Linked DNA regions of Aedes albopictus: region 2 is linked to region 1. Evidence: chromatin contacts called from public Hi-C data. All regions are on one chromosome and are shown on one strand. The core of a region is the stretch at or near the end of the contact, and the rest is flanking DNA. Distances in the headings are between cores, read along the strand shown. Region 1 holds the start of LOC109415739 (GPI ethanolamine phosphate transferase 3). Region 2 holds the start of LOC109415735 (lethal(2)neighbour of tid protein 2).

Region 1 (3,961 bases), core at 863-3,362:
AAATCAACATGATCGAAATAAAACCAATCTAGAGGGCGGTGCTGCAATGACCTTAACAGTTGTCAAACAATCACAAGTGGGCAAGACAAAGTTTGCCGGGTCTGCTAGTACTTTATAATTTTGATTTCTATAATTATTAATAGGTAAATGAATTTAATAAGAGCAAACATACGATAGTTATAATTTTCATCGTATGATGTTTTTAAGCGAAACTTATGATTTTTGTAAGTGCTAGGACATGGAATTTTTCCCTCTTTAATCATAAGTGAAATTTATGACTTTCAGCAATAATCGTAATGTCGCCAAATCAGGGGATCTTACGTTCTTCCTAAATTTTTTTTGCCTCAGTGTATTAGCGGGCTTGCAACCAAAAAGCACAGACAAACAGACGTAACACTTCGAATATTTTTCGATTCAAATCATAGTCACGGAAACATATTCGCCCAATGCTAAAAGGACTAAGTTTGGCCGACCACCAACTAGGTGGCGGTAGTGAGCAAACGTCAAACTCGAACAAAAACTATGCGAGCGCCACGGTTGGGCAGCTGGCCAACTATCAAATTTTGAAAAAGACCGTTAAATCCGTGTACGATGAGAATTATCAGAGTGTTACGTCTGTTTGTCTGTGCAAAAAGCGTTGCAACGAGCGGGTTTGCAACGAGCGAACGGCCGCTGTATAAAGACTTTCTTTAATATCAGGGACAGACTGGTGGTATTCGTACCATGGTACAAGTTGTCAAGAAAATTATCACAAGGCTGTCTTGACTGAAGACAATAATCAGTATAGAACTCATTTCAAGATAATTGTATCATGGTACGTATACCACCAGTCTGTCCAAGGCATAACCCTCCAGCGCGCGCGCTGTTGTAAAAGTACAACACTACACTCAGAATAAATAACATATTAAATTTAAAAGTTTTGCTCTTAGATTGTGACCAGTTGCTTTTGCACTTGGAAAATATGTGCAGCGCTATCGAATCTTTGTCGATTCAATCATGATAGAATTTATGTGCATCGCTACAGGTTTTCAACCGTTTAGTGCATAGTTTTTATTATGACGAATAATAACATGATTTACACGTGGGATTAGCTTAAAATGTAAATAAATCCAAATTCTGCATAGTGTATGACCGAGCTGATTTTATTAAATACCACCAGGAATAACATCTGACTTAACATTAGGTACTTTAGCTTCGCATCTGCATCCGGCAGCTCCCGAATGATTCGGGCCGAATCGTTCACGAGTCCGTGCTTCCTGACCTGGCATTGTTGACGATGGAGAAGCGATCGACAATGAAGCACATTTCTATAGAAAATACAAAAGAAATGTAAGTAGTTTGAAAAAGTTTGTGAAGCAGATAGTTAACTTCTTACCTTCAAAACCAGCAAGTGACTCGATCCACGAAACACCACAAATGAAAAAGAAATCCTCCGAACGCGCCATGTTCGTTTCATGTTTGTTATGCTTGTGTTTGAAATTTATAAGGGCAGGGTTGCTTTTTATGTTGCTACACTCGAAATATATTATGGGAGGAATGAAATATAATATTGTAACTTTTAATTTTCATTAGTTGCACATAGAATGATTTTTTTCTCTCTCGTTCGTAGTCTATGTGCTTTCTGCACTTAGATTCTATCAGTAAATTAATTTGAGTGTACCAACAAACCTCGCTCGTCGTACACAGCCAGGGATGCCAGGTCAATTTTTGAAAAATCTGGATGATTTAGGAAGATTTGTCTGGAAAAGTCTGGATTTGCGTGAAAACCTTACAAATTCCGGGCAAAAACCTTACAAATTCCGAGCAAAACCTTACAAATCCGGAAAACAAATGTCTGGATCTTCCAGACTTTTGTTAAATGAGACCTCAAAAATCTGGATAAATCCAGATAAATCTGGAAGGTTGGCAACGCTGTACACAGCGCGAACGCGGTGCAGTTTTGGTTGCTTGATGGCGCGCGTCCTGAAAGGTTAAATAAAATAAAATTTAAATAAATTCATTTCCATTTAGAATTAGAACCCTATCCAACACCGGCATCACAAGCAGAATCCACCTCCGTCAGCTGTTTGTCAAACCGCAGCTGTCAGTCCAATCAAAACATTAGTGCTGTGTGATGCGCGTTCACTCGCATCAGGGAGTGTTTGCATTTTCAGCCGAAATTTTTGAGCTATCCTCCCGGTCGTTTTATCTTAATTAACCACTTAATTATCACTTAGACTGGTGTCCTAATCTCTGTCGCGCTGGTGGTGCTGATTGGATTTATTGCTGCAGCAGTAAGTGGAGCGTCTGCCGCAGAAGCTGTTTGTGTGGAGGAAGTTGTGTAATCTCTTGTTTCATTTCCAGTCTGATGGAGCGCTAGCGTTCTCTTGTGTTCTTTAGGATAAGTTAGATTTGGAAGGAAGTAGATCATTTGTGGGCGGGCGAGAATGGCAGTAACCAAGTCGTGGAGTTTCGTGTTTGTGCTGGTGTGGTTGTCGCTACTGCTGGCTGCCGGCATCCATTTGTTCTCGAAGGGATTTCTGCTGACCCGGGTGGCGCAAACCGATTTCAATAGTTGCGTCCGGTACGATGAGTACCGGTGTGAGAATGATAAGGATTATAAGGTAAGAGTTTTGAAATAAAAATTTATCAATAATTATTGTAACTTTGTTATTTGTAGGGAACCTGCAACGGGTCGGAAAAAGTTGCTTCGATTCTGCGGGATGTGAACCAGTCGGCAAACATTTGCCTGCCCCAGAAAAGTAAAGTTATTTTACTGGTGATTGACGCCCTCCGGTACGACTTTGGCATGTTCGATCCGGATTTGAAGGATCCACTCCCGTACCAGAACAAGCTGCCGGTTATGATGGAATTGCAGAACCGCTATCCGGATCACACTCGAAAGCTGAAGTTTGTGGCGGATCCACCGACGACGACGCTGCAGCGGCTGAAGGGCATGACGACCGGAAGTTTACCGACGTTCATCGACATTGGGTCGAATTTTGCTTCGCCGGAAATCAACGAAGACAACGTGGTCGATCAGTGGGTGAGGAATAACAAAACGGCGATATTCCTCGGTGATAGCACCTGGACGGAGCTGTTCCCCGGAAGGTTCAAGCGGAAGTATGATTACCCGAGTTTCAACATCCACGACTTGGACACGGTTGACCGGGCGATTGAGGCGTACCTTCCGCGGGAAATTGCCAAGAAGGATTGGGATGTCATTGTGGGACATTTTCTGGGGGTGGATCACTGTGGACACCGGTATGGGCCGCTGCACGATGAGATGACGAGAAAGCTGAGCGAAATGGATGCTGTCATTCGGAATGTTACGGAGCAAATGGATGATGAAACCACTTTGATCGTTATAGGCGATCATGGAATGACCCAAACTGGTGACCACGGAGGAGAATCCACGGACGAAGTTGATGCGCTGTTCTTCATGTATTCAAAGGGAACTCCTTTGCTTCCACAGCAATATGACGAACACAAAACTGCAATTCAGCAAATCGATTTAGTACCACTCCTTTCCTCACTGCTTGGAGTTCCGGTTCCACATTCCAATCTAGGACAAATCAACTTCCAACTGCTTCCGGATTCTAAAATCGATACATTCCTAAAGTACCAGTCGGCAATGCTGCATTTATGGCAAAATGCGCGGCAAATCCAGAACTACTTCCAACAGTACGCCGAGGCCAACAAAGGAACATTCACGGTGGATCAGCTGGACGATTTCGAGAACAAGTTCCTCATGCTGACCCAAAGGGTCAACACGGTTTACACGGAGGCAGCATTCCAGAGCTTTTCCAAAGACCTCCGCCTGTATCTGCGAGACATTCTGGAAAGCTGTCGCGAAATTTGGGTCAAATTCGATGCCCAAATGATTTCCCATGGCCTCCTGGTGACGTTCCTGACTTGCTTCGCCACGTTCATCCTGATTGCGAACTCGACCGCCCACCAGCTTGGGCAGATATTCAACGGG
Region 2 (3,961 bases), core at 492-2,991, 580 kb after region 1:
CCCCAGAGATTGCTTCTGGGATGCCGCCAGGAGTTTTGCGAATTCTTCAGGAATTCGATCCGAGATTCTTTCAGGAATTCCTTCCAGGGTACCTCCGGGTACGTTCAATGGCCAAATGGCAAGGTTTGTTGACACCTTGAAGAGGTCGTTACGCAAAATCAACGAGGGGAAGAACCAAGGAAGAACATTTCCGAAACGCTCCAGACTTTCCTTCAAGTATACAGGACTACTCCTAAACTGTAGGACACCTTCGCAGCAGATGCTTGGTCGGAACATCAAGACAGTTCTGGATCTCCTACATCACGATCAACCGAAGCCCGTTGTCCACAATCATCGCCAGGACGAGCAGTTTATCGAAGTCATCGGACGTCAACCACAATGGGCTCTTGGACGAGTGAAGAGGCAGCCATTGAAGAAATTTCGACATCGCTAAGAATTCTGGTGGTTATGTTTGGCCTACAATCCACGAGACCACCAGTGCAACCCCGTTGCGAGTAACCTGGAACACCAAGTTCTGGGTGGCCGAACTTGAACTTGACAAAATTTTCTCTAATTCTTCTAATTTCCTTGAATAAAGAAGTACAAACCAAAAAAAACTCACGATGTGCGCACTTGCTGTAACTCGGTTTAAACTGTCAATGACCGACGCAGCTGATTTGTTTAAAGCCAGCAAAAGAGCTGTCATATGCGGCGTCGCGACGTCGCAGCACTTTGAGCGATATTGGGCGATTTTCAGCCGATTTTTTTTAATTTTTTCGATTTTTTGAGTTATATAAGATTTTAACCATTTTGATGAGAATAGTTAGCTTAAAACGAGTTAAAATGCGCTAAAATGTCTAAAACCATGGAAAATGGAGAAAATCCGATAAAATTGATTTTATTCCAATGAAATATTTTTAATCGTCAAAAAATATGCAACCCAAAGAAAATTACGTTTTATCGCATGGTAATTGACCCAAATAGATTTGTGTCGACCCCCTCGCCTAAATGTTCCTGTTTGACATACACGGTAAACAAAATTTACCCAAAATTTAGTGCTAAACAAGGAGTGTTGCAAAAATTATTAAAATTTTTGAAAATATATTTTATGGGCTTAGGAATACTTAAAAAATGAGTAAACATGTCGTTTTAATCAATGCTTGATCGAATTATGCAGAAATTGAGATAGGCCTTTAGGAGCCTATTAGCGAACTTGTAACTAAAAAGCGTTGCAACGAGCGGGTTTGCAACGAGCGAACGGCCGCTGTACAAACTTTAAATGCATTTAAAATATACACAGAAAAAAATGTTGTGTAATATTACATCTGGACTGCTGTAGCCCGATCAATCCGTCGGTTGCATGAATATTACATAGGACGATGTACACATAAGAACAAAAGATTTTACATCAAAACGATGTAATCGTACGTACATAGGAATCGTGATTACATAACATTACGTGATTACATCGGAATGAGTTATATCGGGCGGGTTGCATTTATTTTTTACTGTGTTAGTTCCCGGACTCCAAAAGTTATGAAATTTTGGATTTCGACTAATTTTTGGGCATATAACCCGGATACCCCTAAAAAACCCAATTAATCGACTGTAAATCATCCTCTGGTCAAAATTCACAACTTTTGCCCGCTGTGCGGTGCAGCGACGCGTAAGTTCCCCATCGAACACGCTGGCACCCAGGCCTCCGCCCACGAAAAATTACGAAAGAGAGCATAAAACAAAAATAGCGATAACCTCTCTCCAACCGACGAGCGTCGTCTCGTCGCACCTGCGGCTGCGTTGGTACCCGTGTCCCTCGTCTTTTGGCCCGTCACCGGCAGCTGCTCCCGATAGCTCCCGATCGCATCAGCACGCAGTGATCAAAATAGAACAACACGTCGGGGCGAGAGTAGTGACAGAAAAATAAGTCCAACATGGCACCACCGGGTACCGGGAAAAACAAATCCCATTCGGGCGCCGGTAAACGAGGCAGCACGGCTGGCCACGGAGCAAAACCAACCAAGGTAACGTTGTGGACGCACCTGCAGAAGCAGTATCTGAATGTGGCATTCGTGAAGTCGCTCATTTTCGACCCTGCCCGGCTTCCGCTGGTGTCGTGGCTCATACTGGCTGCCGAGCTGGTGCTGAATGTTTTTGTGGTGCAAAATGTGCCGTACACGGAGATCGACTGGAAGGCCTACATGCAGGAGTGCGAAGGATTTTTGAATGGGACGACTAATTATGCGAAGCTGCGTGGTGAGTTGGCCAATAAACTTGTGAGATTTTTCATAGAGATAATCAACCTTGGACTTCTTAAACCCCTTGCAGGTGATACCGGGCCGCTGGTCTACCCCGCAGGTTTCGTCTACATCTACAGTGCTCTGTACTTCATCACGTCCCACGGTCATAACATCCGACTGGCACAGTACATCTTCGTAGGCATCTACATGGTACAGATGTGGTTGGTTCTGCGGCTTTACAGCAAGACCCGGAAGCTACCTCCCTACGTGCTGGTCATTACCACTTTTACGTCCTACCGGATCCATTCGATTTACGTCCTGAGGCTGTTTAACGACCCAATAGCGATTCTATTCCTATACGTTGCGATAAATCTCTACATCGACAACCGGTGGACATTGGGCAGTATTTTCCTCAGTTTGGGCGTCTCCGTGAAGATGAACGTTCTGCTGTTCGCCCCGGCAATCTTCCTGCTCTTCCTAACTAATCTGGGCATTGTGAAGACAATTGGGCAATTGGCTGTTTGTGGTATGATACAGTTGCTTCTTGGAGCTCCATTCTTGATGACACACCCGTGGCAGTACCTGAAAGGTAGTTTCGATCTCGGCCGGATCTTTGAACATAAATGGACCGTCAATTACCGTTTCCTGGAGCGGGAGATCTTTGAGAACAAGACGTTTCACCTGGGCCTGCTGGGTCTGCATGTACTGTTGCTGATTGCTTTTGCCTCACCTTGCTATAAGTACTTCCAGAACTACTGCCGCCTGCGGCATTTGGAAACCATGTTCGCTCCGCAGATTGCCGCCAAAAACCGTGAAATGGCCTTGGAGAAAAAGAAGAAGAAGGAGAAGCCAAAACCCGCCCCCAAAAAACCAGAAGAAAAACTAACCAAAGAGCAGGAACAGTTCCTGGCATCTTTCGAGAAGGGCATCAAGAAGATGGCCGGAAAGGAATCCACTCCGGTCAACAATACCCCAGAATCTCCAGCCGAGGAGGAAGTTCTGCCGAGCAAGTTCTCTATCCACTTCGACCGTGCCACCCAGCTGGCGCTTCTACCCATCTTCCTGTCCAACTTTATCGGAATCGTGTGCGCTCGCAGTCTGCACTACCAGTTCTACGTCTGGTACTTCCACAGCCTGCCCTACCTGACCTGGTTCACCGAGTACAGCACCAGCCTGAAGTTCCTGCTCCTGTTGCTGCTGGAGTTCAGCTGGAACACCTACCCGAGCACAGCGGTAAGTAGCCTCATTCTGCACACCTGCCACATCATCCTGCTGGTCGGAATCGGGAAGAAAATGTTCCGCAAGATTCCGGAACTGTCCCAAGTGGCCAAAGCCACCGACTGAAACTGGGCCAAGGTTTAGTTCAGGATGGTAGAGGAGAAACGATGTGCCAAAACACTAAAAGACGACAACGGGAAGGGCAACGAAATTGATGCATTTTGCGCGTGCGATAATGTGCCTTTAGTGCTTCAGGATCTTAAGCTTAAATAGAATCGAATGCGAACAGTTTTCGATTAGGGTTTTCTTATATTTTTCTGTGTATTTTTGTTTTGTAGAGTAGGGTTTTTATTGACCGATTTCTGTGTTTGATGTGTTTATTACAATAGCGTAATAGAGCTTTAATTTATTTGATGTGAAAAGATCGGTGCTTCAAATGGCGGAACTTAAAAGAAACTCCTTTTTCACCGTTCGCGTTCCGAAGATATGATTAAATCAAATCAAAATTTGGTTATTATACTGTTGAT

Evidence for each region. A called contact is a pair of places that touch in the nucleus more often than the background predicts.
Region 2: a Hi-C map of embryo shows a contact between it and region 1, with 7 times the contacts expected there. The contact joins the promoter of LOC109415735 here to the promoter of LOC109415739 in region 1. A contact is called at or near these places in 2 of 3 Hi-C or Micro-C datasets (embryo and whole body).

The regions. Positions count from the first base shown.
Region 1 is chr2:435,030,713-435,034,673 of AalbF5, forward strand. It overlaps LOC109415739 (GPI ethanolamine phosphate transferase 3), which reads left to right and starts at 2,113. Exons shown (of 4, transcript XM_019689669.3): 1 at 2,113-2,273; 2 at 2,344-2,603; 3 at 2,660-3,961. The coding sequence starts at 2,427.
Region 2 is chr2:435,608,663-435,612,623 of AalbF5, forward strand. It overlaps LOC109415735 (lethal(2)neighbour of tid protein 2), which reads left to right and starts at 1,742. Exons shown (of 2, transcript XM_019689662.3): 1 at 1,742-2,232; 2 at 2,305-3,856. The coding sequence starts at 1,911. The coding sequence ends at 3,560.